Regions from separate parts of the Mus musculus genome. Here region 1 is linked to region 2. Evidence: chromatin contacts called from public HiChIP or PLAC-seq data. All regions are on one chromosome and are shown on one strand. Each heading gives the region's core, a stretch centred on a gene start, on an enhancer-like site or on the middle of the called end of the contact. The rest is flanking DNA. Distances are from core to core; before and after follow the strand shown.

Evidence for each region. HiChIP or PLAC-seq counts read pairs in DNA pulled down with a chosen protein or histone mark.
Region 1: an H3K27ac HiChIP or PLAC-seq map of microglia shows a contact between it and region 2, with 7 times the contacts expected there. The contact joins the promoter of Rhov here to the promoter of Plcb2 in region 2. A contact is called at or near these places in 1 of 39 promoter capture datasets (liver) and 3 of 115 datasets of contacts at active chromatin or transcription factors (bone marrow-derived macrophages, memory CD8 T cells and microglia).

Annotation. Positions count from the first base shown.
Region 1 is chr2:119,269,803-119,272,679 of GRCm38.p6, forward strand. Rhov (ras homolog family member V) reads right to left here and starts at 1,424. Exons shown (of 3, transcript NM_145530.2): 1 at 1,114-1,424; 2 at 880-938; 3 at 1-685. The coding sequence starts at 1,321. The coding sequence ends at 242.
Region 2 is chr2:118,726,835-118,729,957 of GRCm38.p6, forward strand. It overlaps Plcb2 (phospholipase C, beta 2), which reads right to left and starts at 1,604. Exons shown (of 32, transcript NM_177568.2): 1 at 1,404-1,604. The coding sequence starts at 1,487.

The DNA.
Region 1 (2,877 bases), core at 174-2,673, 540 kb after region 2:
GCTATCCCATGAAAATCAAAGTGCTGGGATTTTCCTGTGAGTCTTGACCAAAGAAATCCAAATGGGGCAGCCCCTGCACAGACAGAGCTCACCCTGGCTCACCAGGGTGTACAGCTTTGAGGCCCATGTGCCCTGTGTTCAATAGAGAACTGAGTTCCAGGGGTTGGCCAGGCCCTGCCAGTACCCGATGTCTCGGGGTCCAGAAGTCTCAGGCCACCCGCCTATCTCTTGCCATAGCTGCTCACACAAAGCAGAAGAACTTCTTCCAGCGACAGCGAGACAGCGTGCGCACACCTTTTGCGTTCAGTTTCTTCTCCAGACGGGCTTTGTGCTCAATCGCACTGAGAATGGCCGAGTCGAACACCTCCTTCAAGTTCTTCTGCGTCAAGGCCGAGCACTCAAGGTAGCAGCAGGCGCGGATCTTCTCAGCCAGACCCTGGGCTTGGGGTTGTGGTACTGGGCCCTCCCGGCCTCCTTGGTCCAACTGAATTAGTACATTGACATCGTCCCTTAGGTCAGCCTGAGTGCCCACCAGCAACACGGGTGCTTGGGGGTTGTGAGTGCGGATCTCAGGCAGCCATTTTTCTGTTATGTTTTGGAAGGAGCTGGGCTGCACCACGCTGAAGCAAGCCAGAAAGACATCGGTGTCCGGGTAGCAGAGAGAACGAAGCCGGTCAAAGTCCTCCTGGGGTGGCAAGGCTAGTTGTTAGCAACATCATTCCCTCCACATTGGAACCAGAATCTGCTTCTCCCTTGGGGGTGGAGACCTAAAAGTGCTAAAGCCCAAAGCCTATTCCATTCCCACTCCACGCAGGGATCCTCCCAGCCTCCAACCCTCTCCAACCCCTTGCCCAAGGAAGGCTACACCCAGGTTCTCACCTGCCCTGCGGTGTCCCAAAGCTCGATTCGCACAGGGGCTCCATCGACCAGGACTTGCACTGCAGAGGTGGGGAGGGGAAAGCATGACTTAGGCACAGCATCCTCGTCCCTCCTGCAGGCCTCACCAGCGCCACCTCCGGGCCTGCTCCCGGGGTCTTCCGTACCCTCCCGCCAGCAGGCTACTGAATGCACAACCCTTCCCATCCTCAGGGGCCCCGGGGCTATAGAACATACCGGAGAAGGTGTCTAGTGCTGTAGGCCGATAGCGCGCGGGGTACCCATTGCAGGTGTAGCTGACGATGAGGCTGCTCTTGCCCACCGCGCCATCGCCCACCAGCACGCATTTGATGCCCAGCTCCGGAGGGGCGCTGCGCCGCCGCGGAGGAGGGGTCGAGGCCGGGAGAGGCGGTGGCTCGGCCTCGCTTAGCTCCCGCGGCGGCATGGTCCGCTCCTGGGGTAGCAGAGGGGCCAGCCCGGACCAGGCTCCGCGGCACTCGGGGAAGCAGGTTCCGCAGCCGGACGCTGACAATCTGTCCAAGCTGGGCACGCCCGCTAGAGGCTGACAGAAGGTATATAAGTTGGGTCCCGCCCACCTCATCTGCATGTCCCTAGTGCCCCGGACCCCGCCCACCGACCTGGAGCCTCCCTCTGCAGAACACCCAGAAAAAAAACCAAGCATCCAGAAAAGAAAGGAATATGAAAACCAGGCTCCACGAAGGTACAAGGACAAAGACCGGGCATATGATATTTTGGTAAATCCACAATTTATTGTTAGTAGGAAGATGCAGCTACAGAATCCATAATACTGCATGTTCAAATTAAACACATCACATTCATCTCTTCTAAGTTAGTAACACACACACACACACACACACATATATATATATGTATATATATACATATATATATATATATATATATATATATGTACAAGTACTAAACATCAGAATAGTAATTTTACTAATAAACTATTTTGTTAATATACTGAGATTGAAGCTGAGAATGTAGCTCAGAGTGCTTGCCTAGCATATAAAGTCCTGGGTCTGATCCTAGTACTGGCTTGGCGGTGCATTCCTCTAACCCCAGCACCCTAGAAGGATCACAAGTTCAAGGCCATCTTCTGTGATACAGAGTCAGATGGACTATAATGTGAGACCCTGTCTCAAATAAACAAATACCATGGCATGGGGCTGGTCCACATCTTTATTCCCAGCACTGGGGTGGCAGGAACAGAGGGAGGAGCAGAGAGAGGCATAAGGATCTTGTGTGTTTGAGGCCAACTTGGTCTACATAGTAAGTTCTAGGCCAGTTAGGACTAGAGTGAAACTCTGTCTCAAAACAAAGAAACAAAAATATATACACATACATATATTATAGGGGCTGGTGATGTCATCTATGGTAGAGTGCCTGTCGAGCCCTATGTAATGTCTAGCTACACACACACACACACACACACACACACACGTATACACACACAACACACACACACATATAAATGGGCTGGAGAGATGACCGATGGCCAATGAACTTCTATACAGATAGAATAGCCATTCAGACAAAAGGTGTGGAACTTCACAATGGATTTTATACTGTCATTATCAAATATATTTTGAATATTTTTTTAAAGATTTATTTATTTATTTATTTATTTATTTATTTATTTATTTATTTATTTATTATACATAAGTACACTGTAGCTGTCCTCAGACACTCCAGAAGAGGGAGTCAGATCTCGTTACGGATGGTTGTGAGCCACCATGTGGTTGCTGGGATTTGAACTCCGGACCTTTGGAAGAGCAGTCGGATGCTCTTACCCACTGAGCCATCTCACCAGCCCTATTTTGAATATTTTTAAAGACTTATTTTTATGTGTATAGGTGTCTTGTCTGCATGTATGTCTATGTACCACATGTATGCAGTACCCAAGAAGACCAGAATAGAATGTCAGATTCCCTGGAACTGGAGTTACAAAAGGTTGTTAGCAGTTATAAAGTACTT
Region 2 (3,123 bases), core at 354-2,853:
AAACCTGGTTCATAGGTCATGTGTCCCATGCCTGGGCTTGGGACATTCTTGCTCATGCAAGTCAGAGTTCAGGGACCACACAGCACTCTGGGTTGGGGAAGGGAATTGGTCAACCAGACACACAGGTTGGAGAAAGAATCACATGCCTTATCCCTGATGACCTACAGCCCCCCTCAGGTTATACAGGCTTCCCAGAGGAACTGAGAGAGTCACTTCACTTTTCATTGTGAGTCATTTTCCTCCTTCCATAGACTCTGAGACACGCCACATCACCACCATGTCACCAGCATGCCACCACCATGCCACACCAACCAAAACTTCTAGAGACCAACTTCTAGAGAAACAGAAAGCATTTCATGCCAGGGCCCCATCCCCACAGTTTTGACAGCCAGATGCCTTAACGTAACAAAGCCCTGAAGGGTCTAGCTTCAGACTCCCCTCAGTTCATAGAGAAACTAGACTAGCCAATCCAGGGAGCTGAAGTAATTGTAGGTGACCTCCTAAATGTCATGCGCTGTTGAGAACATCAGGCCTTCCTGAGGCCAGGCTAGAGCACTCTTAAGGAGGCCTATCCCTCTCTGAGTGACAGTTCTCATTTTATTCTTCTTAGACCAAAAGATTCTATGGTTAGTGGCTGTGTCTTCAGCCCAGAAGGACCAGAGACGAGTTAGGAAGGCGCAGACTCTGGGCTGGGGTGCAGATGGTCTTCCCTCCCCGGCCGGATGACAGGTTGGCAGGTAATAGAAGGCTGAGCTGAGCTGAGCCACCATGGGGGAAGCAGAAGTCAGTAAGTTCCTTCTCAGACCCCAGTCTTTGAGCCTCCCGTTTTCAACTGGATCCACGGCCCTTTTGTAACTCTTGCCACAGTAGTAGCTTGAGATAGAATATGGCTTCCCTGGGACAGGACACAGTTTGTTCTGCACACTGGGATGGTGCAGCTGGTTATGGGCCTCCTGCCAGAGCAAATTTGGGGTGTCCGTGCTGGGAAGAGGACCTGACTGACCTCTCTTCCTGATCTCAGCTGAGGTGGGAGGAGAGGGACATGCATTCCCCCTACCAACACTGAAGTTACTAGAAACAAACCTTTATCATCTTCGGGGATTTGAAAAGGGCAAATCAGGTCCAAAGATTTCTGACTCTGACTCCCCCCCACACACACACACAAACACACATAGCCCCCTCTCTTATTCCCAAACACAGAGGCTTCCTTCCCTACAGCAGCCAGGAGCACCCACCCTCACCCCAGACTTGTTTATCTAGATAGACTGTTGTGACAGACACATAGGCGCCTGGGTGCTGGGAAGACATAAACCAACCCTCCGTTCTGCAAAGCTCCCAAGCAGCCCAGCCCCCACCGTCCCGGGGGCTGGGGATTTGAGGGGGGGGAGGCGAACCCTACTCACATCGTCCCACTTGATGAAGCGCTCCCCTTGGCTCAGATATGCCTTCACGTTAGGGGGCAATAGAACAGGGTTGAGCAAAGACATGATGTCAAGTGTCCCTCTTTGGAGAGGTTGGGCAAACCTCTCCAGGGGACAGGAGAAGAGAAGGAAGAAGGGTGAACAGGAGAGGAAGCTTAGGCTAGGCTCACATGGCACCCGCCCAGTACTGGTCCGGAAGTCGGGTGCTCTTATAGCCTGCGGGGTGGCAGTAGCTGGATGCAGGACTCAGAGCTTCAGGCCAGGGCCCAGTTGATCTGCCTTGTAAATCAGCCTCCTCCTCCTCCTCCTCCTGAAGCCGGGGGCTGCAGTAGCTGTTTTGCCCAAGGGGGCTGAGCTCCCCTCCTGGGAGTTCCTCCCCCACCCCCTGCCTCAGCACTTCCTGCTCTGGGCTTCCTTCTCTGGGCTGCTGTGAACTGAGGGGCGGGCTATGAGATCTAGAAATGTTGGGGCCAGGACCCCGTTACAAAGACAGGCTTTACTCAGATTTACACACCCCCCCCCCCCGCCAATGGAAGAAAGTGATATATCATGGAGGGGGGTGGGAGATACCATTCCTGAGCCTTGGGCTGAGGCAAGAACACAAACAGTTCTTTAGGAAAAGGGTCCTCCACAGAGCAGGGGTTCTGTCCTCAGAGGGCGGGATCTGGAAGTGGGAGTCAGGGATGGGCCGGGTCCCAGCTGGCACTGAGTGTTTTGAATAAGCAAAGTCTCTCGGACACCCAGCTCCTCTTTCTCAGTGCTTCCTCCCCATGAAAATGAGAGCCAGGTGAGGCAGTATGCCTCTCACCCATGACACTTCTCTGCATCTTTGAACCTTTCAATGAATACCTAAAAACTCCACTGCCCAGCAGCTGCCTCACAGCCTAAGAGGCCCTTTGCTGCCGCCAGCACTGGAGTGTTCCTTCATGCACTGTGTTGCCTCACACACAGATCCTGGAGGAGAGAGGTTCTGAGAGGCAGACCAGAGCCTGCTCTAGCCCCCTGTTCAGGGTTTAGCCCACTCTAACCCAGTTCGGTTCTAGGTGTTGTGATCCTTACATCGTCCATATCTATCCCAGAGGCTCAGTTCCAGCCCAGCTCAGGCCCCAGTCACTTCCTCTTACCTAATAATGCACTCTTATCAAATGGCTTAGCACCGTTGGGGAGGCTAGAAGCTTAACCCATGATTTCCTTCCCCTCTGAGGCCCTGGCCTTCTGCAACAGGTCCCATCAGGGGTCTGTGTGCCACCCCTGACAACTGTGAACTACCCTCTCCAGGCCCTGGAACTACTGGCTAGGAGCCAGTGCATGAGAGTAGGGGCGGGCAAGAGAGAACAGGTTTAGATGAACAGGTTAGTTAGGGTTAGTGAGAATCAAAAGGTAAACTGTGGGTCTCTGGCACTAGAGGGATGGGGTCAGGAGTTCAAGACTAGGCTACAAGAGAGCCTGCCCACCTCCCACCCCACCCCCAATAAAAGTAGTGAACTTCTCAAAGAAAGCTAGCTTAGAAATTAATTGTCCCCAGAAAAGCAATTCTAAGACCAGATCTGAATGAACGGCCTGGAAACCGGCTCCCAAACTCCTGCAGGTGACAGGTGTTCCAACCCCTCCCTCAGTGTCTCTCCTCAAGCCCTGCCTTCAGCCTTGGATCTCCCTGGGAGACTCCTGGGAGCCCCTGCACATCTGGCTGTCTCTGTGGGAT